Linked DNA regions of Mus musculus: regions 1, 3, 4, 5, 6 and 7 are each linked to region 2. Evidence: chromatin contacts called from public Hi-C, HiChIP or PLAC-seq and promoter capture Hi-C data. All regions are on one chromosome and are shown on one strand. Each heading gives the region's core, a stretch centred on a gene start, on an enhancer-like site or on the middle of the called end of the contact. The rest is flanking DNA. Distances are from core to core; before and after follow the strand shown.

Region 1 (3,207 bases), core at 7-2,506, 1.6 Mb after region 2:
TTGGGAGACAACGTGATTTTCTTCCTTATAAACATCATGTTGCGTAAAAGTGCCAAGACCATGAAGCACGGTTTTCCAGAGTGAAAAAAGAAGAAGAAAAAGAGAGAGAGAGAGCAAGCAAAAAGCTCTCTCTCTTTTTAAAGTCTTCTGCTAGTGCGTAGTGAGTCAGAAGGGAGCATACACCTCATCTGCTACGCCACTTTCTGCCCAGTTAGTTCTTATGAACAAAGGAGGTGACGGTATTCAAACACACAAAGGACACTTCACAGGAAACATTCTAAAAATGTTCTGAAATATTTGCCTCACTTTTTGAGTTAATTCTAAAGATATTAAGTATGAAGTTAAGTTGTAATTTTGAAACACCACAAACTTGGACTTCCAGGGGAGTTGGGGGAGGTTGTGTTTTTTTGTTTGTTTGGTTTTTGTTGTTGTTTTTTCTTAAAGGTATATTTAGCTTTCTTTACAGAAGATGGAAAAACAGGCCAGGGAACAGGTCTAAAGCACCCTGACTTATGATACTGGACAAAAATCTCTCCGGTTTCTCAGTCCGCTGGTTTCTATTTTAGGAGTTTCTCCTAACGTGTGACTGAGTATTTGCACAAGAGCATAAAAATGATATTTGTTGATAAAACGTCTATCCCAGGAAAAACAGGACCGAACCTAAATGTCCATGAATTATTTAACTAAATCCGCACTTCTCATACAACGCATCAGTTAAAATACTGGTCTAGAAAGGCACAGAACAAGAAGCAAGACACAGAGCAATGTTAAAGATATCCATTAGAAATGTTTCTGATAAAGTATACATAAAAATGATACTGAGTTGCAAATTAAGAGAAACAACTCTACACATCTGTCTGCATTGTTTGAATTTTTAACAAGCCACTTTGGTAATTACTTTTTTAAATTAAACATAAATCACGACTACAGTCTGAATAATATAAATGCTTGGGAAGCAAATCCATTGGCCCAGTATATACATGCCAAGAATACAGACCGCCACTATTTGCAGAACCCAAGGAAATTCCTAATCATCTGGAGATGTATAAGCAAAGTTCTGGCGGATAAAGGACACTTTCAAAGTTAGCCCCAAACTTGCCTCAAGCACGGAGTCAAGCCAAAGAGCGAAGACCGAGCAGCATCTGCAAAGGGCTACAGAAGAGGACGCGGCACCGCGGAGCAGAGCAGTCTTGCTGCCTCCCAGCCTCTCAGCTCAGGAGTGTCTGCTGTCCCCTAGGCACAGCCGCCCTGGCACTGCCGGCCAAGCCTTCTGCACGCCTGGCCACGCCCCCCTCACCGCCAAGCTTTCGTTTTCCCCTAGATCCAAAGGAAAGCGAAACTCAGGCACCGGGCGGGCGGGCGGAGCGGTTGTACGCGCCCCTACAGAACCCGCAGTCCAGTCGCCTACACCAGGACACGACAAGCCGGACCTGGCCCGGTAACTCCTGGATACGCTCTCTTTTTTCATCTGCAATGTTAAGATTGGAAATACTCCCAGTTGCTGTACCTTCTGCTCTGAAAGCCAGCAGCAGATAACTCCCTTGCTGAGGCTGTCCCCAGGGGGTAAGGAGACAGCGATAACATTTACTTCATCTCTGTTAATTGCCAGGCTTATCCTTAAACACTGAAGATAAGTTTATCTGCACAATGTTCTTTTGTGCCTCTACGTTTAACCCCAATTCTATAGGATAAAATGTTTTTATTTTATCAAAGAGGTTATGACTAACTCAGGACGACAAATGGCTAAGTGCTGAAAGCAACATTCTAACGGGACCTCTGACCAGTCCCACCATTTGTGGAAAATAGCAGACCATTGCAGTTAGCACACGAGGTGGCCATGAAGGTACAGCTCTGCGAGGAACAAATACAGTCTAAGCCGAGCCGGGTTTGGAGGCTCTGGGATGTACATACATGAAATGCTTGCTAGCTCTTTACAGATGTATCTTGTATATGAGGCTATAAGTTGAGGGAGAGGGGGATCTGTTAGCTGCTGGGCTAGTCAGAATGAGGTTTCCCCATGCGCTTGTTCTGAGAGGGGTCCTCCACTCCCTACCCCCAGCACTGGACAAAGATGACAGAGAGATACATACCCCTAATCGAAAGCTACCAGGACTTTATGAAATCTGGAAGAGTCTATATTCTGTTTTGCTATTGTAGTTCAACGTAAGATATACAAATATGTCTGCCTGCCTATAGTGTGTGTGTGTGTGTGTGTGTGTGTGTGTGTGTGTGTGTGTGTGTGTGTGTGTGTGTGAAGCATGAGTTATACACAGCTGTTGAAAATAAACCAAGATGTCCATGTTTGGAAATAGAAAGTGGGGTATGGCCCTCAGGGTAAAACAAAGTCTCTTGATCAGTGGTTGAGGTAGACAATGTGGCATCTGCACATATCATGGACAAATACATTAAGTCTCCAATACATTTGCAAATCAATCAATTATGTGACCAGCTTCTTCCTCTTCTTCTTCTTCTTCTTCTTCTTCTTCTTCTTCTCCTTCTTCTTCTTCTTCTATCTGTTTGGTTGTATCCAAAAACAGGAACATCAAAAACTGGTGGGGGGGGGGGGGAGGATGAAAAGAGGATGTTATAAAATGTGATAGTTTGATCAATATATCGTACCTGTAGAGTTCTAGGGAACAAACTGTATTTGTTCCCAGTGGTGATTAGCAAACAGCTCCTTATAGCCAAGCAACTTTTTTTTCCCAACCCTGCTTGTTCAGTGAAGCAAGTGATTGGCATTTGTACCAGTACGGAGTGGACTAGTGTCAATCATGGACAGGAGATACCTAGATGATGCAAGAACCCATTATAACTCCTAGTAGGACTCTCCATGCTCTTACCCCTGGTCTCTCCTTGCCTTTCAGAAAAGTTCAGGGCTCTAACCAGGTGGTAGACTGAGCTGGTAAGCATTCCTGAAGTAGATTCCAGCAGTGCCCCACAGTGACCCAGGATGGTGGTTTGGTGGAGAGACAATATGCCCACCACCCATGTCAGAACCTACTCTAGTTAGAGAATCCATTCATATATAGAGCAGATGTGGCTCGCCTGGGCCTCAGAGCCTAGAGAACTGGAGTGGGGTTCCATGTGTTGAGGAGACACGGGCAGGGTGAGGAATGGGTCCACGTGAGAGGGCACTGGTAGAGCTGAGAGACTAGTTATGCCCAGAAGCAGAATTAAGTGAGCAAATCCACAACAGTTTAGAACTGG
Region 2 (3,293 bases), core at 506-3,005:
TGCTGGTCCTTCCAGTCCCCACAGATACAGTTTAACAAGACTTCAGGCTATTCATTCCACCCTGGAGCTCAGAAGACTGGACAGTAAAGCAGAGATAGAGATGAACATAAAGTGCTATGGAAGTCCGCAGAGAGCTGGCCTGAACCAAAGACTCAGGTAGAGCAATGTGTAAGCTAAATCATAACGTGGTACCTGTGACTACCATCATGCTGAGTTTCAGTCATGGTCAATGTGAGATCTGAGTGGCAACTCCTTTACCAAAAGATATACAACTCGTAGGGCCCACTGCACAGGTCTGTACAAAACAACTCATCAATGATGAATGACCCTCTGGTTAGGAAGCAAAATGGAGATGTGGAGAAGGTAACTTTCCAGCAAGAGAAAAACCATGAAGGTATGTAGGTCAGAAAAGGGATACTACTAGTACTGTATTTTTATAACGATTTAGTTACCCTATACTCTTTTATTTAACTCTCAAAAAAAAACCTGTGAAGGGGTTGGGGAAATGGCTCAGTAGTTAAGAACACTTGTTGCTCCTGCAGAAGACAGGGGTTCAGTTGCCAGCACCCAGATGATGGTTCACCAACATCAGTGACTCCAGTTCCTGGAGATCTGATGTCTCACAACATCACTCTGACCTCTGTGAGCACAAGGCATACCCACTCATACAGACAGACAAAACACCCATACACATACCTCTAAAACAAATAAAAACCTGTGAGGTACACAAGACGTGCACAGTCTTCTCACGCTACTTCTCCTGTTTTACAAATGAGAACCCTTAAGGCCTGGGGAAGAAAAACATTGATTGGCTCATAAATTACACAGCTATTTAGTGTCGAGGGCTCAGACCTAAAGAGTTTTCAACACAAATCCCAGCGAATTCTCTTTGAACTCCTTAACATCCTACAACAGCCCAAAACCTCAATCACTGGATTACAAGGTTGTCAGGCCTTACAAGAGGAAAAAAAAAAAAAAAAAAAAAAAAAATGCTGCACTGACTCTGGGAAAGCTCTAAGAGAGGTGACTGGATTGATAGGAAGGCAGAAATCCCTACATAATCAATGTGTGGGGGGGAGGGGTACACACACACAAACAAAATGAAAACACGCAATAGCTCATCACTGGAATACAAGATCTTAACGTGTGCCTACTGCGCCCCCCCCCCCCAAAAAAAAAAAAAAACTAAAGGATGATGACACTTGGCGAGAATGACAACAGTATCAATTAAAATAGATCATCTAAACAGTGGACAGCAAAACTACCATTCCGGACAAGTGTCAGGCGGGATCAGAAGCGCGGGGGGAGGGGGGGGAGCGTGCCGTGTGCGTGTGCGGACGCGCGCGTGGAGGATTACAAGCCAAAGGTCGCAGCAAGAGTAACAGATGGAGCAGGCATGAATGGATTGCGGATGACGAGGAGCAGACGATGTCTCAGGGGGAGGGATGGGGAGGAGAGGTGGAAAGACGCATGACGGCAGGAAGAAAAGAAAACAAAATCAGAGTTCCAGCAAAACAGAAAAGTAGACGGAGCCGCCGGCAGCCCGGGTGGCAGGCTAACTACGGCGGCAGCGGCTCGAGCCGATGGCTGCTGCCCAAGGACACAACCGTCACCCCGGCGGGCGCCGGCTGCAAATCCCCCTGGGTACCTGTAACCGCGGTTGGAGGCCCGCGGCGGAATCCGGTAGACGCTGACGTCGGGCTTCACACACAGCACGGACTCATATTCCAGCTCTGCCGCCATCTTGGCTCCGCTAGCGCCGCGGGGGCGGGGCACGGGTGGGGGCGGGCTGAGACGCCGACGGCTTCCTTCGCGTCACTTCCGCTCGGGTACAGCTTCGAGGTTAACCTCTAGGCGGCGCAAAACCTGTTACAATCTGGAAACGCTGATGCGCCTGGCTCGCCATCTTGAGTAACGGCAAAGACAGGCTCAGTGGTAGAGCACTTGCCTGCCAAGGCCTCGGGTTGGGCTCTTTCCCCAGCGAAAAATTAAAAATAAGAATTCAGTTCTCTTTTACCTACCTTCAAACGGTAACCAGAAAAAAAAAAAAAAAAAGTCACTGAATATACGAAAACAAAACAGAGGTTGGACAAAATGAATCTCTGCTTTCTCATTCTGTTCTCATAAGCAAGTGTCCAATGCATAATCTATTAAGTGCTACCATGGGGTTGTTTTGTTTTTTTGCAATTTTGTAGGTTTTGTTGGTGACTTCTCCATATTAAAATGACTGATTACAGTGCTAAATGCTATCTAGCATCCCTCAGCATGAGTAGCCCAGCTGGCTACACATCACGATGAGTACTAAACAGCTCTATCCACAAATATGTTCTTTGTGCACTCGCAAATAAATGTAAGCTTACAACAGTGTAACTTAGAAATGTTTTAGATGGCACTGACTTCAAGTGGCAAAACCAAGTCTGATCTTATCTTGTCCCCCCCAAAACACCAGTAGCAGCCTCTTTCATTGCATTCTATCGACTGGTTGACTTTTACTTCTGATTGGTCTGCTTTGCCTAGCAAAGCCAGTTCAACAAGAATTAGACTTTAGGGTTGGTGAGATGGCTCAGTGGGTAAGAGCACCTGACTGCTCTTCCAAAGGTCTGGAGTTCAAATCCCAGCAACCACATGGTGGCTCACAACCATCCATAACGAGATCTGACTCCCTCTTCTGGAGTGTTTGAAGACAGCTACAGTGTACTTACATATAACCAATAAATAAATCTTTAAAAAAAAAAAAAAAAAAGAATTAGACTTTAATTGGCTGGTAAGGATGTAGAGACTGGCTACGGTTGCCAGGACTATAAATTGATCCAACGCTGCTTTGAAGGGACATTTAGCAGAACTCTCCAAATATTAAGTGGGTGTAGCCTTTAACAGTTCCACTAGCTTTTTGTTTGTTCATGTCTGTTTATTTGGAGACAGAGTTTCAATGTAGTCCAGGCTGGCCCTCATCTCATTATGTACTAAAGAATGACTTTGAACTTGTAATCCTCCTGCCACCATAGTACTGGAATTACAGGCATGTGTCACCACACTCTTTTCTTTTCTTTTTTTCAGTGTTTTGGATCACATCCAGGGTTTTGTGAGAACTAGGCAAGCATTCTATCAATTTAGCTACATCCCCAACCAAAAACTTTTTTTTCTATCATATACTTCTCCAACACATGTTATAAAGAGAATACATACACTGTGGATGGAGACATAAAAAAGAAAACAGACAGAAAAAATGGTCTTTTACTGGTTTCCTATTTCTAAACCTATGATCTCAACGGAAGCCTCGGTCATGTTACTAT
Region 3 (3,700 bases), core at 506-3,005, 1.8 Mb before region 2:
TCCAGGCCTCTCTGCACAGTTCATTGTTTTGAGGTAGGGTGTTAAGAAGCTGCCCAAGCTGACCCTGAACTCTCTACAGCCTAGATAGGCCTTCTACTTGTTCGCCTTACCCCAGAGTGTCTTCGTCACCAGTTCTGTGTTACACGGAAACGCAGAGTTCCCGTTTTTGTTTATTTGTTTTGACCCGAGGTCTCTCTATGTAGCTCTGCTGTTCTGGAACTTACCATGTAGACCACACTGGCCTCAAACTCACAGAGATCCTCCTGCCTCTGCCTCCTGAGTGCTGGGATTGAAGGCATGCGCCACCATGCTTGGTTCCTTGTAATTGTTTTTATATAGCCTAGGCTGGCCTGGAACTCACTTTCTTGCTTTGATTCCCCAGGACTACATAAACCAGACGTGGTGGTCACAGACCTGAAATCCCAGCCTTGGGATGGAGAGGAGGAGGATCAGGAATTCAAGGACATTTCTGGCTTTATAGCAAGTGAGAGGCCAGTCTGCTGCATGAAAACGCACCTCAAAACCAAACAAACAAAACCTCAAACTTTTTACTCTAAAAAAATATATTATTGTATATAAGTGTGTGTGTGTGTGTGTGTGTGTGTGTGTATGCACACGTGTGTACAGCCAGTGTTTGGAATCAAATAGCAACTTTGGAGTTTGCTCTCTTCCACCATTATACAGGTCCTGGGGATTGAATTCAGGTAGGAGGCTGAGGCAGAAGATTCTAATTGTCTGGGAGAGCTCACAAATTCTGGATAGGGGCTGGTGAGATGGCTCAGTGGGTAAGAGTACAGGACTGCTCCTCCAAAGGTCCGGAGTTCAAATCCCAGCAAACACATGGTGGCTCACAACCATCTATAATGAGATCTGATGCCCTCTTCTGGTGTGTCTGAAGACAGCTACAGTATACTTACATATAATAAATAAATAAATCTTTAAAAAAAATTCTGGATAGATAGAATTAATCTTTTTGAGTACTAAAACCTTTAAGCATGTGAGATGTACCAAAAGTAAAGAACACAATGCATTTCTCTGTCCTCTTCAGTTGAAGAGAATTTAAAATTTTCTTTTTTAAGGATGGGGTCTAGTGTATGCCAGATTGCCTGAATTAGCTTTATAGCTGAGGCTGGCCTTTAATCCCTAACCCCGCTCCCACCTCCCACGCCTGGGCCACACCCAGGGTTTGTACTCTCCCAGCCCTAATTTAACATTTCTCGATAATACTGGACCTTGCTATTTCAGGAGAGCCACGCTGTCTTCCTGCCCTTTGGGGTGTGGGAAGCTGCCTCAACTCTGCAGGACCTACACTGCCCTGAATTCTGAGTTCTTGTGTTCACGGCTTACGTTTTTCCTGTCTTTTCCCTTGCTATTTTGGGGTCAAGGGTCACGTCTTGAGCTTTCAACAGGCCAGCCAAGCCTAGATCCTTCCCCGATTTCTAACTTACCAGGGAATTTAGAAAGCATAATTTTATAAGACCAAGAAAGCAGACATGGCAGGAGCCAGGGTCTCGGGCGTGCTCCTGCAGACGCTGTACAGGCCAGCTAGCTTTGGTTCTGGCTGCTGCAGGGGACCTGGCTTGGGAAGTTGGGAGGAGTGCAGGTTGCATGGTCCCACTCAGGTCAGTATAGCGCAGACTGGGGAGTATGTGAGAAGCTGAAGTACAGGCAGGAAAATCAAAAGAACAGAGAAAGCGGGGTTACCCAGAACACCGAGACCACAAGAGGTGAGGGCAAAGCTTGCTCGGAAGTTGCCAAGGGAAGGAGGGGACAAACTGTGCTGGGTGAGTTGCTGTGACAACCCCGGCCCATGGTGGGTATGTAAACACTGAACCTTGCTCTTGGCAGCTGCCCAGCTCAGCAGGCTTGGCAGCCTGGCAGCTAGGTCACCCCTTCAGGGAGAAGCTGTTTTTAGGGAGAGTGGTGCCCTACAAGCTATTTCCAAGTCTTAATTCTTTCTTTGTGGGAACTGGTGCTTGATAAGAGTGGCAACCATCACCTACGAATCGTCAAGAACACCAAGCACCGTGACACGTGCACCTGCTTGCACACCAGAGTCTAACCGGAAGGCCATGTACTTTAAAAATGAGCTGCACACAAGTCTACGAGCAGTAGGCCTCAGTACCACTAAAACCCTAACAATGGCCCTGGGAATGGAATCCTGAGCTTGACAGGCCACTGGCTTTTGTTTAATCTCACCAAACAGGTTTTAATATCGGTGGTCAGAGGATCTGAGAACCTGTGGTAGAACTCAGTCTTCCTCCTTTCTGATTGCTGAAGGAGGTTATCGCTGGTGAAGCATCGGGGCCCTAGGTCAAGGATCCTGTTAGAACAGGGCTCGTTCTAAGGAGAGCAAAGTCCAGGATGTGCTGTGTACTGACGGGCTGCAGCTAGGGGCAGGGACTCCAGGTTCAGCGGGTTAACAGCACAGTGAGACTATTCCCTGGGGTCTCTGTGCTTCTCACTGAGTTGTGTTTGGGACCGGGGACGTCACACTGCCTGTGTTAGTGTTAGCTCCTTATTTCCTGTACACTTGTACAATTACTCATTAATCTTGAAGTTGAGGGGCGTGCTGCTTCACTTGAAGAAAACAGAAGTGAACTGTTTTCATTAAAATATGATACATCCCCTTAGCCTTTCATCCCGTTAGCCATTTACGAACTCTGCAGGAATACGATATGGCCCCACTTGGTCAGGCAGCAGACCGAAGGACCTGGGTCAGAGAGTAAGCTATGCTTGTCCAATGTGAGGAAGAAGGAGGAATTCCAAGTGCTATGTGCTGAACCAGCTGTTGATATCAATTCTACAGCACACCCTACCTCCCGCCCACCCATGTCGGGGACTGAACTAGGGCCTCACATGCTAGGCAAGTGCTGAACTTCCCCACACTCCCACTGAAGACTCTTTTTCTGGCTCCTAAAAGTTTCAAGCTTGTTTCTCTAATTTTGCTGTATTGCCTCTGTGAAAACTCCGTGATGCTCACACAACTTAATATGATCTTTATGCCAAACTACGCCAGCACTAACTTTCCCTAGGTTAGTCCTGTGTCCCCTGGGTCCTCCCTGGATATTTTTAGTATGACATTTTGTACTCTCTCAAATGCTGTATAACTAAAGCTGATTTTCTACCTAAATCAGCCTTCTCTTGCCTTCTTTGTTAATTACAATTATGATAATTATGCTTTTTAAAGATGATTTATCTTATACAGTGTTTTGTCCACATGTATGAATGTGCACATGTATGTGCTTCATACTCATGGAGGCCGGAAGAGGAATGTCCCATCCCTGATACTGGAGTTACAGACAGTTATAAAGCTGCCATGTGGTGCTGGGAATCAAATTCTGTCCTCTGAAAGAGCAACAAATGCTCTTAACTGCTGAGTCATATCTCCAGGCCATTCCTCCCCCCCTTCCTTCCTTCCTTCCTCCCCCTTCCTTCCTTCCTTCCTTCCTTCCTTCCTTCCTTCCTTCCTTCCTTCCTTCCTTCCTTCCTTTCGCTGTGTGTGTGTGTGTGTGGGAGGGCATACGTGCTATAATTTTCAGTTACGTCCCTATATCTCACCCATAAGTGGTGGCAATGGCCTCCTACTGGTAACTGCTTGCAGCCACATACCTCAGCGACACTACATCACAAAAACCCTGCTTCAAAACCTCTGAGACAGCTGAGCGTGGTGGCCCACATCCTTAATCCCAGCACTTGA
Region 4 (3,243 bases), core at 144-2,643, 1.9 Mb before region 2:
CCATATTACAATTGTTATGGGGAACCTGGGCACCCTAAAATGTATGTAGGTCCTTTCCACCTAATCCCCCACTTCATCCCTTCTGTGACCATGACCAAAGATGCTACTAGTAATGACTTCAGACTTGAGAAGGTCTAGTTCAGGAACCTCGAGAAAATGAAGGGCCCAAAAGTGAAGTGCCACCTCTTAGTTACCTCTTCCACACTAGGGCCTGGACCCCAGTCTGTCACTCCTCCAGGGTTCTCCCTCCGTCTCTAGCTCCTCTCTTTTCCCATCACTGGCCCTCCCACCACGTTGCCACAAAAGCCCTATTTATCTTGTGTTTCCTTCCAGACCTCTCTAATTCATTCTCCTCCACTTTATTTGCCAAAGGAAATAGTTCTTAGTTCGATTGGAAGTCCCCACATTCATGTTTACCAACCCAGCCCACCCCAGTCTCCCTCTAGAATAGGCATCCTCTGCCCTCCACCCCTCTTCTGAGACTTCTCATGCCTTCTCTCCCACAGAGGGATCTCCGGACTTGCCTCCAGCTTTCCTTCATCATTCCCAAATTCTTGTGGTTTGCATTCTTCTCAACACCAATCACTGCCTTAAACGCTTATCTCTTCCAGAAACACCATTCTCCTAGTACGTCTTCATCCTTTCCCGCCCAGGTCCACAAACTTCCATCGTAGGCTCTCCAAAATAGCTCCTAAACCCCTCCAGCCTCTACTTCTGGCCCTTCCTCTCCATCTTTCCAATACAGTCCCATTATCCAAATCTCTACTTCATAATTCCCCAAACTCCACCTACTTCACCCCTGCCACAGCCCCTCTTGTCCCCAAACTTCTCCAGCCTCCCCAGGTCTGCCTTCGCAGTCCACAGCCCCTCCCACCCAGCCCTCTCCCGCGCGGGGCCCGCGAGCTCCCCACGCTCTGCGCAGCGAGGCCCTCTCTCTCTGCGCCCCGGCCGGCTTCGGCCAACTCGCCCGGCGCCTCCCCTTCCCCGATCCTCCGCCCCCCGACTGCCGCGCGCTCCCTCCCTCGCGTCTCCTCCGGGCCCCTCTCTCTCCTCCGTTCCTCCGCGCTCCCTCCTTCTCCCTCTTCCTCCCTGCTCCCATCCCCCTCTCCCGAGCGCCCTCCCTCCGCCGTCCGCTTTCCTGTGCGAGTCGCCGGACGCGCCGCCCAGCCTGTCCGTCCGCCCGCAGCCCCGCGCCCGACCGGGGCCTCGGGCCAGGACGCGTTTCGGGGTGGCAGGCCTCGGGGCGGGCTAGGGGCGCGCGGCACCAGCGGCGGGAGGGTCGGGGGTCGCGGGCCTCGCCGGGACCGCGAGTGCGGGCGGAGGCGGGCGGTGCGGCGGGGGCGGGCGCGGGCGGCGCGTTCCGGGCGGGAGGGCGGGCGAGGAGCGCGAGAAGCCGATCGGGGCTGCGCGGGGAGCCGGGCATGGGGGCCGCCCTCCGGGGGGGCCGGGGCCGCCGCCGCCGCCGCCGCGGCAGCGACTGAAGCCGCGCTGTAAGGAGGGGCGGGGAGTGGCCGCCGCCGTCCCCGGGAGGCGCCGGAGCCCGACCGCACTCGCAGCCAGCCAGCCGTCCCGAGCTGCTCGCAGGTAAGGTCCGCTGCCGCCGGCCCGGGCCGCCCCGTTCCGGCCCGCGGCTCCCCGCCCCCACCCCTCCCGGTCCCCCCTCCCGCCGCCGCCTCCATTTGTTATTTTCCCGGTCGCGTTCCCTCATTGCGGGCACGACCGGGCCCGAGGCTGGGGACTCAGGGGGTGGGGCCGCCCGGAGGAGGGACGCGGGCCTGGGAGTCGCGAGCTCGGGAGGTGGGGGGAGGAGGGTTTTGGGAGGAGGGCTGACGGGGCCGAGCGTCGCCAGGACCAGAGCCTAAAGGGGAGGAACGCCGAGGTGGAGACTTGGCGGAGGTAAACCGGGGGATGCTGTGCGGGTGGTTCGCGGAGAAGGCAGGACGGATCGGAGAGATGGCAGCGAGGTGGGGCGTGAAGGCTCCAGTAACCCCACAGGCCCAGCACCGGGTTTCCAGGTTGCGGGTCTTGGGAACAGGGAAAGGGGTGTGGTAGGTGGTAAAATGAGGGTTGTAGCTGCCGAGACGGGGGATTGAACCTGGGGGGAATGGAGATGAACCGGGAGAGGCCCAGCTTTGAGAAGACCGACGTTTTTTGGGGTGGAAATGGGAAGGCCATATCTTTTGTGACTCAGTTTTCTTTCCCCCAATCCTGGTCACCTCTGACCCCGTTTTCCTAATCCCAGACCTAGTTACTTCGTGAAGGGGGGGCACTGAGTCTTGGTAGTGTGAGTCCTCCTAACACGAATAAGAAAGGCAGGGATACTGAAGGGAGAATTGGGAAGGTTGGGAGGATGGGAAAGAAGAGAAGATTGGGCAATCATATAGGCATTCCAAGGAATTGTGACCTCCACCCTCACCCCCAGAGCATTGGCTGTCCCATAGGAGGACTTCCTTACTGCCTTGATCTCAGAGATCTCTTTGTGCCTGGGGTAGGTTACCCTAAAGCTCCCTTTCCTGAAAGGTTGGAGTTGCTCTGGCAACTAAGGTGGTAATAGTGGCTGCCAGATGGACCCCTGGGATGGTCTCTTGGGGGGCACTTTTTTTTTTTATCCATTTTGTTGCCATGGTAGTGAGACAGTGGGAAGTCCAATAGGTGGGGATTCAGTATGTAGATTGGGCCTCTCTCAGCCTGTAGCTTTGTCCTTGGTGGGTCTCCGGGAGATGTTTCTGGTGTTGCCCCAAGTAGGGTTTCCTAAGGAGGCATCCCTTCTCCTCCAGAAGTCTATTGGAACAAGTAACCCTGTTGCTTGCAGGTCATTCCTGCAAGCCTCTACCTGGGTATGGTGCGAAGATGAAAATGTTGTTGTTCAAACTATATTGTCTTGGGCTGGGGGTAGCTCAGTAGCAGTGTTATTTCCTAGCATGCATACAATAGGCCCTGGGTTTGAGCTCCAGAACCAAAAACAAAATAAAAAAAAAACAACCAAGTTACATCACCGCGGGCAATTTCTGTCGGCCTCTACCACTCTTATTGTCTTATAAATGGTTGACTCTTTAAACTACTTTATCTCCTTGAATTCCTCTTTGGGTCTCTCTTCCTTCTTTGTCAGTTCTCAGGGTGACCCTTTCATTCAACTGATCTTTGGCCTTTTTTTCTGAACCTACAAATGTAGCGTAGCTCTCCATGCCTGTCTGGGTGAGGGTGGCCCAGGGGCGATGGCTATGAGAGAGGTTAGAGCAGAGC
Region 5 (3,324 bases), core at 438-2,937, 1.6 Mb before region 2:
TTAGCTGCATATGTATCAAAAGATGGCCTAGTCGGCCATCACTGCAAAGAGAGGCCCATTGGACTTGCAAACTTTATATGCCCCAGTACAGGGGAACGCCAGGGCCAAAAAGGGGGAGTGGGTGGGTAGGGGATTGGGGAGTGGGTATGGGGGACCTTTGGGATAGCATTGAAAATGTAAATGAGGAAAATACCTAATAAAAAAAATTGAAAAAAAAAAGTCTAAAGCCTAAAACCCCAAGAAATTCCAAGATTATAAGGCCTTGAATACATTTTTAAAATAAATTATTTAGAATATATATATATATATATATATAAAGAGATGCAGCCCCACTCTGCCCCGCTGCAGTGATGGGCTCTGGTCTGCTGTGTGTAGCCCTGGAGCGACTGAGACTTAACAAAGTCATTCCTGGCTTCAGCTTTTTCTGTGGAATGACCTTAGAGCTGTCTGTCATTCAGAACTTGAGCTTTCTGAGTGTCAGTCTTGGCCTCCGAGTCATTTCGGTCAGGTTTGGGAACCCCGAGGGACGGGCTTCCACTGGAGGCTGCTGTGGCAGGCAGTGTGTGGAGCAGCTGTGAGTTCTGGCTTTATTCTTAGACTGAGAGGAAGGGGAGGGAGGGGGCATTCAGAGGTGTGAGTTGGGAGTGAGGACCGCCACAGGAGACAGGAGCCACAGTACTAAAGGCCTGGACTCTAGGCCTTCACAGCTCTTCCCCTGCCCCCTTACCATTGGCTGAATATGGTTCTTAAACGGGTGTTCTTGGTCTTCTGGGGCATGTTTGGGGAGGCAGAGGAAATGACCATCAGTGAGGGATGAGTTCAAGGGAAGGCTGAAGATTTTATACTCTTTGATTTGGGACCCAGGGTTTCCCTCTCAGTTCCGAGTCCTGGATACCATCAGCCCTCAGCCAAGGCACATCCTAACGGCTTGGAGGATATTGAAATCATTGTGTACCATGTCTGCAGCTGCCCACTTGCCTCCCAAACTGACCAATGATGTGGGGCAGCTCGATCACAGTTTAAGGTGGGGAAATCAGGGACTGTAAGCAGTAAGAAAAGACGATCTCAGATGCAGATGAACTGCCCTTCCAGGAGCGTGTGTGGAAAGGGCTGCCGGGAGTCCTTCCTCTTCCTCACCTAGGGCTCTTGTCATAGGTTTTTTTTTTTGTTGTTGTTGTTGTTTTTTTTTTTTTTTGTCTGTCTATCTGTCCGTTAGGTTTTTCTGGCCCTCCGCTGTCGCCCACAGGGCCCTGAGTTGGAACTGAAATGCTAGAATTTCCTACTCGAGGTTTTGCCTCCAGGTTTCCAGAAAGCACGCAGCAGGGACTAGCTAATGGAATGGGCTGTGGAAAGAGGTTAATGCAGAATTGGGGGTGGGTGACGTGGATACTGCCTCTCTTGGCCACCCCCAAGGCTCTTGACGTCTCTGTCTCACCCTACCTCCTGCCTTTCGGCTAGGTCTTCTGATATCCTTCGTATCTTCTACCCACTCCATGGCTTTCCTGCTTCCTCTCTAGCCCCCGCAGTTCCTCTGCTCCCCCAAACTGCAGCCAGGGGAAAAAGCCCTAACACATTCTCCCGCCCCTGCTCCCCAGTCGCATTGGTTCCCTACCCCCCCTTGCAGCACCTGGTGCCCTCAGTCTTCTAATTGGCCAGCGGCCCCATCAATCCTTGCCTGGCTGTGCTGACGTCATCCTGCAGTAGCGGGGATGGGGTGGGAGTGAGAGAGAGATAGAGAGAGCAAGCGAGAGTGAGGACGCTGGGCTGGAGACTGAAGAGAGAAGCTACTGCAAGTCCCCCATCTCAGCCACCCAGCGGGTCTGAACACATCTGCTATATGGACTAGAGTGGTCGGCAGGCTCCTTTCCGATCTTGTCCCCCTGCCCTTCCCTCGTAGTCTCTGCATTTCTCCCCCAAGGTGGCATTAGCAGGCTTGAGGCTCCCAGGGGATAGGAACGCCTGGCCTGGCGTGCTTAGCACCGCACCATGACCCTCCTGCTGGTGTCCCTTTTGCTGGCCTCTCTGCTTCAAATCAGCTCTGGCAACAAAGGTGAGATAGACGGGGATGGGAGCCTCTGAACTGGGGCGTCAGGCTGAGCAATATGGGGGTAAGGAGGGAAGGGGATGTTCAGGCTCTCTGGTGTCCGAGACAGGTGTCCTTTCCTTTCTCACCACCCCCTTTCCATCCTTTTTTCAGACTGGCTCTCACTTCCAAGGGCCAGCTCCTCCTCGCTGGTCCATCTCTACATGTGCTTGCCTAACATCCTGCTTGTATATCTGTTCCCACCTGGGGTCTCTCTGCCCCCTCCCCCAACCCTTCCATGCTGGTAGATACCTCCTGTCTCAAAGGGACTTGCTCCCCGAGGGTGACATTCCCTCAGGTTCCGTTTCACTGGGTGTTCATGCATACTAAGGGTGTGTGGCAGATCCATCTGGCTGTCTTCATCCCTTCCTGGGGAGAAACTGTGTACCGCAGCTCAGTAATTCCGAGCACGTATGTATTTTCGTGTCTCTCTGCATCCATACCCTTCTGCCTGCATCCGCTGGGTTGTGGGTTACCACAGCTGCCCTCTCTGGCAGAGAGCAGATAAATTCAACTGGGTGAGACTGTCAGAGGGAAGGGGAGGTTGGGGCCAGGGGCCGAGGGTTCAGGTAGGTAGAGGGGACAGAGAAAGTCTGAAAAGGGAAGAAAAGGGTGTGTGTGGAGGGGTGCTCCAGGAAGGAGGTGAGAAGGGAATCTGAGGAGGGAAGGGGAGGTGAGGAGTGGGAATAAGAAGTGGATCAGAAAGGAGGAAGGTAGAGGCAGAAGGAGGAAAGGAGAGAAGTGGGGGAGGAGGAAATCAAGGAAGAGCCAGGAAGCAAAGAAGGGATGAAGAACGGATATAGGGCAGCAGGTAGACATAAGACAGGGGTAGGAAGGAGGGCTCATTTGGTAAGGGCATAAAGACAGGGTTGTAGGGTGCCTGGCTCGGCCCTTGGTACCCTCTGCTCTTCTGTCTGCTGTCTCCCATGTCTGGCTGGAGCTCCTACCTCAGGGTGGTCCTCCTGGCTCTCAGGCTTCTTCTCACTTCCTGCTCGGCCTCCCATACACCATCTCGAGGCCTTCATTAAGGGAGAGGGTTACGGTGGTCATCCCCACGAAATGGAGAGGCCTGCAGATACCAGGATGTTGGTTGGGCTGTGGTTATGGGAATGGACAGAAATCAAAATTTCTTGCTCATCATGAGACACTGGGGTGAGAGCCCTCTGGTGACTCAGTTTCTCTCTGATGATCTATCCTCCCCTCTCCATGTCTGCCTTTGGGAACATGGATGGGGGGCATAG
Region 6 (3,235 bases), core at 150-2,649, 2.0 Mb before region 2:
TGGCTGAGCCTGCTTCTCAGGATCAGGCCACTCAACTTGGGAAGGAACTGATGAGAAGGCTCTGGAGGATATCAGGAACATAGTAGCATGCCAAGTCTACCATCTCGGGGACTTACAAGGGCTACCAGACCCTGGACTCACAAGCTTGCTACACAGACTTAGCCTACAGCACATCAGGCCCGGGAGCCAGGTCTGGCCCCAGCTGAGGGACCTGCAAGGTCCCCAGGACAGACAAAAATCACTATGCCTCCCTGAAAGGCAGGCATGTGGAGGAGTGCAGAGCAACTGCTTCTAATAAGAAACACACAGAGGGGCTGGAGAGATGGCTCAGCGGTTAAGAGCACTGACTGCTCTTCTGAGGTCCAGAGTTCAAATCCCAGCAACCACATGGTGGCTCACAACCATCCGTAATGAGATCTGGCGCCCTCTTCTGGGGCGTCTGAGGACAGCAACAGTGTACTTACATATAATAAATAAATAAATCTTTAAAAAAAGAAAAAGAAAAGAAAAGAAACACACAGAGGAGACAGTCCCATCCTCTCCCAACCTGTGCAATAAATAATGATCATGAGGCTCTCCAGCCAAGGCCTGGTCTGCTCTATCCCAGTTTTGGTGGCTGCTGGAGGTGGGGTTGGTTAGAACTGGCCTGGGTGGGGACAGGTGGTGTCTTGGGGCCTCTCAGAGGTGGAGCCATGACAGCCCAGTGATTTGTCAGGGAAATCTCAGCCACCTGCTGCTTCATGCAAATAGACCCCCCCCGCACCCCCCCTCCCGGTGCCCCATCGCCGCTGCCACCACCACCACTGCCACTGCCACAGCCACAGCTGCTCCGTGAGCCTCCAACTCTAAGCCATGCCATCCCTCCCTCTGGCTCCTATCTTCACAGTCCACTAAGACCCTGGGAGTCATGTGTGGATGCATGAGGACAGACCCCAGCCGAGAAGCAGGACACAGAGCTCTGTTCTCTTTTGTAGTCATTTCTTTGCCCACAACACAGGGGCACATGGGCCCAGCTCCCCCCACCCCCATCTCCCTGTCAACTCCCCCAACTAGGATCAGGCCCAAGGGCAGCTGGTCGGGGCTTGTCGAGAAAAGGGATTATCCTGCTCAGCCCATCTAATCTCAGCTTCTGCTTGGACCCTCCCCACCCCTCCCCACAGCCCTCAACGAGGAAGCATGGTTTGTAGTGTTGACAACAGGGTCATCTGTCACCCTCCTGTTCTGGCTCCTGGCCCGCTTGCTGAACAAGGCCAAGATCATGACCACAGGTTGGGGCTAGGGCCTGGGGAGGTCACTGGAGCTATGACTGCTCCTGTTCTACTTCCCCAAACGCAACCAGTAATCCTCACGGCTTGTCTCTGATCCGTGGGCTGATGCTCTTATCTCTGCTGGCGGACTGACCGTGGAAGCACCCCTCTATCCCCACCCCCCTTCTTGTGGCTGCATAAGAGGGGTGCTGCTCTTCTCTGGTCCACGGGCCTGTTTCCCACCCCTCCAGGCTGACCTGTCTCTGGAAGCCACATACCTCCCCTCCCTGGCCTCTCCCCCACCCCTGCCAGCTGATTTCATTTGCCTGGCGTGGTTGTTGCTGGCCTTACCCTTCCCTGTCATTCCCCCCTCCCTCTCAGTCAGGGCCAGGCCAGGCCAGCTCCTCTGGCAGCAGAGGGGGGCAGGTGACAGGCAGGCATCGCAGCTGAGACAGTGAGGAGGCGCCCGGGAAGCGGAAACCTGGGAGAAGTCCAGCCAGAGCCCAAGTAAGAGGGAGCTGGCCGGCTCTACCCTCTGGGATCGGGGGCCCATGGGGAGGGCTCAGGCAGGGCTGGGGTTGATACCCAGGAGGGAGAGCCCCCCATCACAGGAGTAGGGCAGGATGGAAAGAACAGAAACATGGTCTGACGGGGACCTATTTCATGTCCCTGGCAGGAGCCGGAACTACCCCTCGACCTGTGCACCATGGGGGAGATGGAGCAGCTGAGGCAGGAGGCGGAGCAACTCAAGAAGCAGATTGCTGTAACCCCAGAGCCCTCGTCCTGGGGACCTTGGAGAACAGAACTCAGGACACGTGGGAGTGTGGCCTGGGAGGGATTGGGTTCACTCTTGGGTGACACTTTAGACACCTCTCATCTAGAAGGGTTCAGAGACTTTAAATCCAGACCTCACATTTGAAACCACCTCCCAACTGCAGAGCCCCATGCCCTCCCATATGTGAGGCGCATATGCATGCCCCCTGCCCTAGCACAGCCTCCCTGATGCCCACTTTCCCCGCAGGATGCCAGGAAAGCCTGTGCGGACATCACTCTGGCTGAGGTGAGACCTTCTGCCCATCTGAGGCAGGGCATGATAGGAGGGGAGGGGACTGAGCAAGGACTTCAGGACCAGCAACATATTGCTGCCTGAGCTTTTAGCACATCCTGTCCTTGAAGGGAGGAAAGACATTCATGAATTAATTCAACAAACATCCATTAAGATCTGCTCTGGGCCAGCCATTATATTGGATACGGAAGACATAGACTGGCCTTCACCCTGAACAGTGATGGGGGTAGGGCGAGCAGGACTTCTCTTAGACTCAAACTGGCAGCTGTCTAAAGTGACATTTCATTGATTTTAAGATGCATGCTTTCTCACAGAGCTTTCTAAAGTCGAGATGCATCTAACAATACATGATACCTTGTTAGCCTATTGTTTCTTTCTTCGTGATACACAAACTACTACTGTTTCTTAGAATTGATAGCCCAAGCCATGTCAGGTGGCACAGACTTGTAATCTAGCTAGGCTGAGGTAGGAGTGAAAACTCACAGCATACCTGAGCTGCGGGGTGGATTTAAGACTAGCCTGGCTCAAAATAAAAAGTAAAAAAGTTGAGTTATGAGAAAAATTTCAAAAAGGAAGGCATGAAGTTGTGTGGGGGTAGGAGGTAAAGGGTGGACGTGGGAGGAGTTAGGAGGAATGGGGCAGATATGACCAAAATGCCTGTGTGAAATTACCAATGAATAGAAATATTATGTTAAAAAAGAAAAAAAGCAGAAAGGGTCTGGGGATATATTTTAGTGCTGGAATTCTTAGCTATCATACTGAGGCCCTAGTTCAATCTACAGTACTAAGGGGAAAAAAGATAAACAGAATCGGTTGTATTAAATATGTACATAAGAGTAAGCATTATGAGAAAGGCACTGGGCTAGACGCTTAACTACATAATTCTACATGATTTCCATGGCAACTCTGAGATAAAAGGCTC
Region 7 (3,478 bases), core at 479-2,978, 1.8 Mb before region 2:
GCACACGCAGGGAGATGTTCACCATCTGCAGGTCTGAGGGAAGAGGTCAGCAGTGGCCGCCGGGTAAGGCCAAATTCCCCCTTTTCCAGCGCTTTCTCCTAGGAGTGCTTCCCACCATGCCTAGTGTTACTGTACAGCCTAGCACTCCAGCAGGAAGATAGTCATGTCAACACAGAGCATGTGAACAACATGGATGGGCGAGGCAGACCCTTGTTTACTGTGGAATCTTTTCTATGGACCTTCCACCAGTACAGCTATTTTTTTTTTTTTTTAATAAATTGCTACTCCTCCTCCAAAGTGGATTCCACCAAGCAGCATAATCTTGGGTTTCCCCCTTGCCATTAGGGCCTTGAGAACCAGAACTGTGTTTTATTTCCAAGGCCTATGGCTTAGCAAACGCATAAACCACACACACCACAAACAGCAACAGAGAAGCACACTTCTGTGGGCTACTTGCCTCGGTGTGTACATGGGAATGAGGCCCAGGCTTGGGGAATCTCAAAGGCAGGCCTTCTAACTATGGTCTACAGGGCAACAGCTAGTGAAGAGTGGGGGCACTTTCTCCAGAGCAAGGTGTACTGTGGATGTAATCAACAAATCAACAGAAAAAAAAAAAGGCCTTAAAAACAGACTTGGACCTAGGCAGCCAGGAAGAAAGGCAACTCTTATCCCTTTTATGCTAGGCAGAAGGTAACGTTAAAACGTGCATGCATGCCAAGTACTGGAATGCACCGTTTTTTGAACCGTGAGGCATGGCTCTTTTGCAGACGTAGAAACCAAGACCTCAGAAACACAACCAATTCTGGCAGCCTGGCCAGGCTCATTTTACATTTGTTTCCCCACGTGCCCTGAGGCTCCCAGTTGCCCACGTTTACCTTTGGAGCCTGTGGGGGAGGAGATTTTTCGAGGTCTGGCCCGAATGTCATAGATGATGGGGTACTGGAACCAGGGGATCCTGGAGAGGAGAGGTCATGGACAGGAGTTGGGAAACTGCAGTTTTATTGATTTTGATGGTTCCCCTCACCACTCGTCCTTGGGCCTGTTCCTCCCCACGACCACAAGGACTCTTCCCAGTCGAGAACAGCCCTTTATGCATTGCTGGAGTTTCAGGCAGCCACTGTCCTCAAGAGCAGGCGTGAGGAAGGGGTAAAGCAGCTCCGAATTGTTAAGTCTGGCTGCAGCCGTCAAGGGTGAAGGGTCAGGGCCTGTTCGCTCTGCCCGCCATTACCTGAAGTGAAGGCCTTCGGCCAGGATCGTGTCCTGCTGCACGCCACCAATACGATTAAAAAAGATGGCTCTATGACCGCCTTCCACTGCGGAGAGAGGGGTGGGAGTCAGGGCAGGCTACTGGCCCGAGTGCTGGTCAGCGTAGGTGGGACGGGGACACCTGGGGGATAGCAGGACCGTGGGTCTGGGGACCGCAACGTCCGGCCAGCGGAAGGAGGCTGCTCACCGGTGAACACGGATTCGCGGACGCCGTAGGCCACCGCCCCGGCCCCCAGCAGCAGCTTCAGCGCCGTGCCCATGCCCCGAGGCCCGGCGGGCAGGCGTCCAGCTAAGTCCTTCAAGTTCTGGGCCATGTCTGATCCTCCCGAAGGCGGCGGCGGCGGCACCAGCGGTCAGGAGGGGGTGCCCGCCAGCCTCTGCCCCGCTCCAGCTTACAGACCTCGCCTTGCACACGAGGATCGGCGGCCTTAGAGCTCGCGGGAGAAAGGGCACCGGAAGTGCGCCTCCCTCCGGACCCGCCCCCCTCCGCCCGGGCGGCCCTGAACTCCGCGCACAGGAATGGCGCATCCGGAAGTCCCGCCTCTTGGTGGGGGGGAATGGTGTGCCCTCCCGGAGAGGCTTCCGTACGGGCATCGCCATTTTCGAGCGCCCTCTTTCAAAATGGCAGCTCGAAGGAAGTTGGCCGTGAGGACGGACGTGAAGTTCTAACTTAAGGACTTCGGTGCAACTTCCGGTCTGCCTACAAGATGTCTGCGGCCAGTGGTGGCTTCCAACCTCGTGAGCGGCGATTTTCAGTGCAGGAGCAGGACTGGGAGACTACGCCGCCTAAGAAGCTCCGGCTTGGGGCAGGAAGCAAGTGCGGAGGCCGGAGGCTCATTGTGGTGCTGGAAGGGGCCAGTCTGGAGACAGTCAAGGTAGTTTTGAACAGTGAGTGCGGAGGTAGGGAATTGATGGATCAGATTGTGTGGGAACCAGGGCCGCAGAGTGCATGGAAAAGCGGAGCCTTGAAATTTGCTCTGGAAGAATGACCTAGTTTTCCAGGCTGTTGATATCCTGGGGGTAGTCCTTTTGCTCTGGACTTTCATTTCAGCCCTCGCCTTGCTTTTAGTTGACTTATCACGGAGTCTGTGATGTATAATGCAAAATGAGGGAAGCATTGTCTATTGAGGGTTCCCACGTTTCCAAAGGCCAGTGACTTCCCCAGCCTTTTACTACCAAGGACTTGATGCTTTATTTTGTTAAATGGGGCTTGACTGGCAGCTTGTTCTGTATTTACCTATTCTGAAGTATGTCTGGATCAGATTATTTAAAAAGCCTTTGTCTTTGCTTTTTTACCCTCCCCCTTAAATATTTACTTTACCTTTATTTATGCATGCAAGTCTGCATGTGGCCATGAGCCACCTCATGAAGGTGCTAGGAACCTAACTTGAGTCTTATACAAGAAAGTTTGTGCCATCTCTCCAGCCCCCTCCTTCCTTCCTTCTTTCTTTCTTTTTTTCTTTTTGTTTTTTTGAGACAGGGTTACTCTGTATAGCCCTGGCTGTCCTGGAACTCACTTTAGACCACGATGGCCTCAAACTCAGAAATCTGCCTGCCTCTGCCTCCCGAGTGCTGGGATTAAAGGCGTGCGCCACCACCGCCCGGCTCCTTCCTTCTTTTGTATGTCTTGCCTTTCAGAGCTAAACTTGTTCAATGTGTAGGCCCAGAAGTTCCCTCCCAAACTCCTGCTCCCCTCTGTTTCTGTCTCTGTCTCTCTCTCTCACACACACACACACACACACACATTCTCTTGCTGGGTGGTGGTTTTAGGCAGTCTTGGGATGCAGTCCAGGTTGGCTTGGAACTCTCCACCTTCAGCCTCCTAAATATTAGAATATTTATAGGTGAATTTCACCATGCCAGGTCTGCCCTGGGCTTAAATTTGGTCCTTAGCCCCTTCCTAGTGACTGTGAGAAAACAAGATTGTTTTTCCTTTGTAAAGTGGTTGTGTACCTTACTAACTAAACCACACAGGATCTGGATTGACAGTCCTTTAAGAGGAGTGCGTTTCCCAGTAACCCGAGGTGAGAGTCTTCCCGTCTATCCTCCATGGACACCAAATAGAAAAGTGGTTTTCTCCCCGTCGACTTCTTTTCCCCAGACTTATTTTTTTTCTGAGTACACTGTAGCTGTCCTCAGACACACCAGAAGAGGGCAACGGATCCCATTACAGATGGTTGTGAGCCACCATGTGGTTGCTGGGAATTGAATA

The links. Promoter capture Hi-C pulls out the DNA fragments that hold promoters and counts their contacts. A called contact is a pair of places that touch in the nucleus more often than the background predicts. HiChIP or PLAC-seq counts read pairs in DNA pulled down with a chosen protein or histone mark.
Region 1: a Hi-C map of B cells shows a contact between it and region 2, with 5 read pairs. The contact joins the promoter of Usp18 here to the promoter of Necap1 in region 2. A contact is called at or near these places in 2 of 39 promoter capture datasets (hippocampal neurons and pre-B cells) and 1 of 484 Hi-C or Micro-C datasets (B cells).
Region 3: a FOXA1 HiChIP or PLAC-seq map of pancreatic cancer cells shows a contact between it and region 2. The contact joins the enhancer-like site here to the promoter of Necap1 in region 2. A contact is called at or near these places in 7 of 39 promoter capture datasets (the 3T3-L1 cell line, cranial neural crest, embryonic stem cells and 3 more) and 4 of 115 datasets of contacts at active chromatin or transcription factors (astrocytes, embryonic stem cells, large pre-B cells and 1 more).
Region 4: an H3K4me3 HiChIP or PLAC-seq map of pro-B cells shows a contact between it and region 2, with 5 times the contacts expected there. The contact joins the promoter of Atn1 here to the promoter of Necap1 in region 2. A contact is called at or near these places in 2 of 39 promoter capture datasets (the C10 cell line and pre-B cells) and 2 of 115 datasets of contacts at active chromatin or transcription factors (large pre-B cells and pro-B cells).
Region 5: an H3K27ac HiChIP or PLAC-seq map of embryonic stem cells shows a contact between it and region 2, with 13 times the contacts expected there. The contact joins the promoter of Clstn3 here to the promoter of Necap1 in region 2. A contact is called at or near these places in 5 of 39 promoter capture datasets (cranial neural crest, embryonic stem cells, hippocampal neurons and 2 more), 6 of 115 datasets of contacts at active chromatin or transcription factors (SST interneurons, embryonic stem cells, large pre-B cells and 1 more) and 1 of 9 other capture datasets (embryonic stem cells).
Region 6: a promoter capture Hi-C map of pre-B cells shows a contact between it and region 2, with 4 times the contacts expected there. The contact joins the promoter of Gnb3 here to the promoter of Necap1 in region 2. A contact is called at or near these places in 2 of 39 promoter capture datasets (cranial neural crest and pre-B cells).
Region 7: a promoter capture Hi-C map of hippocampal neurons shows a contact between it and region 2, with 2.7 times the contacts expected there. The contact joins the promoter of Phb2 here to the promoter of Necap1 in region 2. A contact is called at or near these places in 4 of 39 promoter capture datasets (the 3T3-L1 cell line, embryonic stem cells, hippocampal neurons and 1 more), 1 of 484 Hi-C or Micro-C datasets (B cells) and 3 of 115 datasets of contacts at active chromatin or transcription factors (astrocytes, embryonic stem cells and large pre-B cells).

The regions. Positions count from the first base shown.
Region 1 is chr6:121,243,955-121,247,161 of GRCm38.p6, reverse strand. It overlaps Usp18 (ubiquitin specific peptidase 18), which reads right to left and starts at 1,256. Exons shown (of 11, transcript NM_011909.2): 1 at 1,100-1,256.
Region 2 is chr6:122,873,019-122,876,311 of GRCm38.p6, reverse strand. Necap1 (NECAP endocytosis associated 1) reads right to left here and starts at 1,755. Exons shown (of 8, transcript NM_026267.3): 1 at 1,649-1,755. The coding sequence starts at 1,743.
Region 3 is chr6:124,692,471-124,696,170 of GRCm38.p6, reverse strand. The region is part of intron 1 of Lpcat3 (lysophosphatidylcholine acyltransferase 3); the gene reads right to left. Among named protein-coding and RNA genes, the nearest start is that of Emg1, 18 kb to the left of the region's middle. Within about 2 kb of position 1,755, at least 141 of the 459 cell types and tissues checked have an H3K27ac peak or open chromatin away from gene starts, as enhancers often do. A contact at or near this core is called in astrocytes and pancreatic cancer cells, where this site is marked.
Region 4 is chr6:124,754,637-124,757,879 of GRCm38.p6, reverse strand. Atn1 (atrophin 1) reads left to right here and starts at 1,393. Exons shown (of 10, transcript NM_007881.4): 1 at 1,393-1,584.
Region 5 is chr6:124,463,147-124,466,470 of GRCm38.p6, reverse strand. Clstn3 (calsyntenin 3) reads left to right here and starts at 1,687. Exons shown (of 18, transcript NM_153508.4): 1 at 1,687-2,050. The coding sequence starts at 1,987.
Region 6 is chr6:124,838,439-124,841,673 of GRCm38.p6, reverse strand. It overlaps Gnb3 (guanine nucleotide binding protein (G protein), beta 3), which reads left to right and starts at 1,399. Exons shown (of 10, transcript NM_013530.1): 1 at 1,399-1,754; 2 at 1,924-2,010; 3 at 2,269-2,307. The coding sequence starts at 1,954. It overlaps P3h3 (prolyl 3-hydroxylase 3), which reads left to right. Exons shown (of 15, transcript NM_013534.5): 15 at 1-585.
Region 7 is chr6:124,710,539-124,714,016 of GRCm38.p6, reverse strand. Phb2 (prohibitin 2) reads right to left here and starts at 1,728. Exons shown (of 10, transcript NM_007531.2): 1 at 1,454-1,728; 2 at 1,229-1,313; 3 at 876-955; 4 at 1-33. The coding sequence starts at 1,580. Emg1 (EMG1 N1-specific pseudouridine methyltransferase) reads left to right here and starts at 1,839. Exons shown (of 6, transcript NM_013536.2): 1 at 1,839-2,141. The coding sequence starts at 1,974.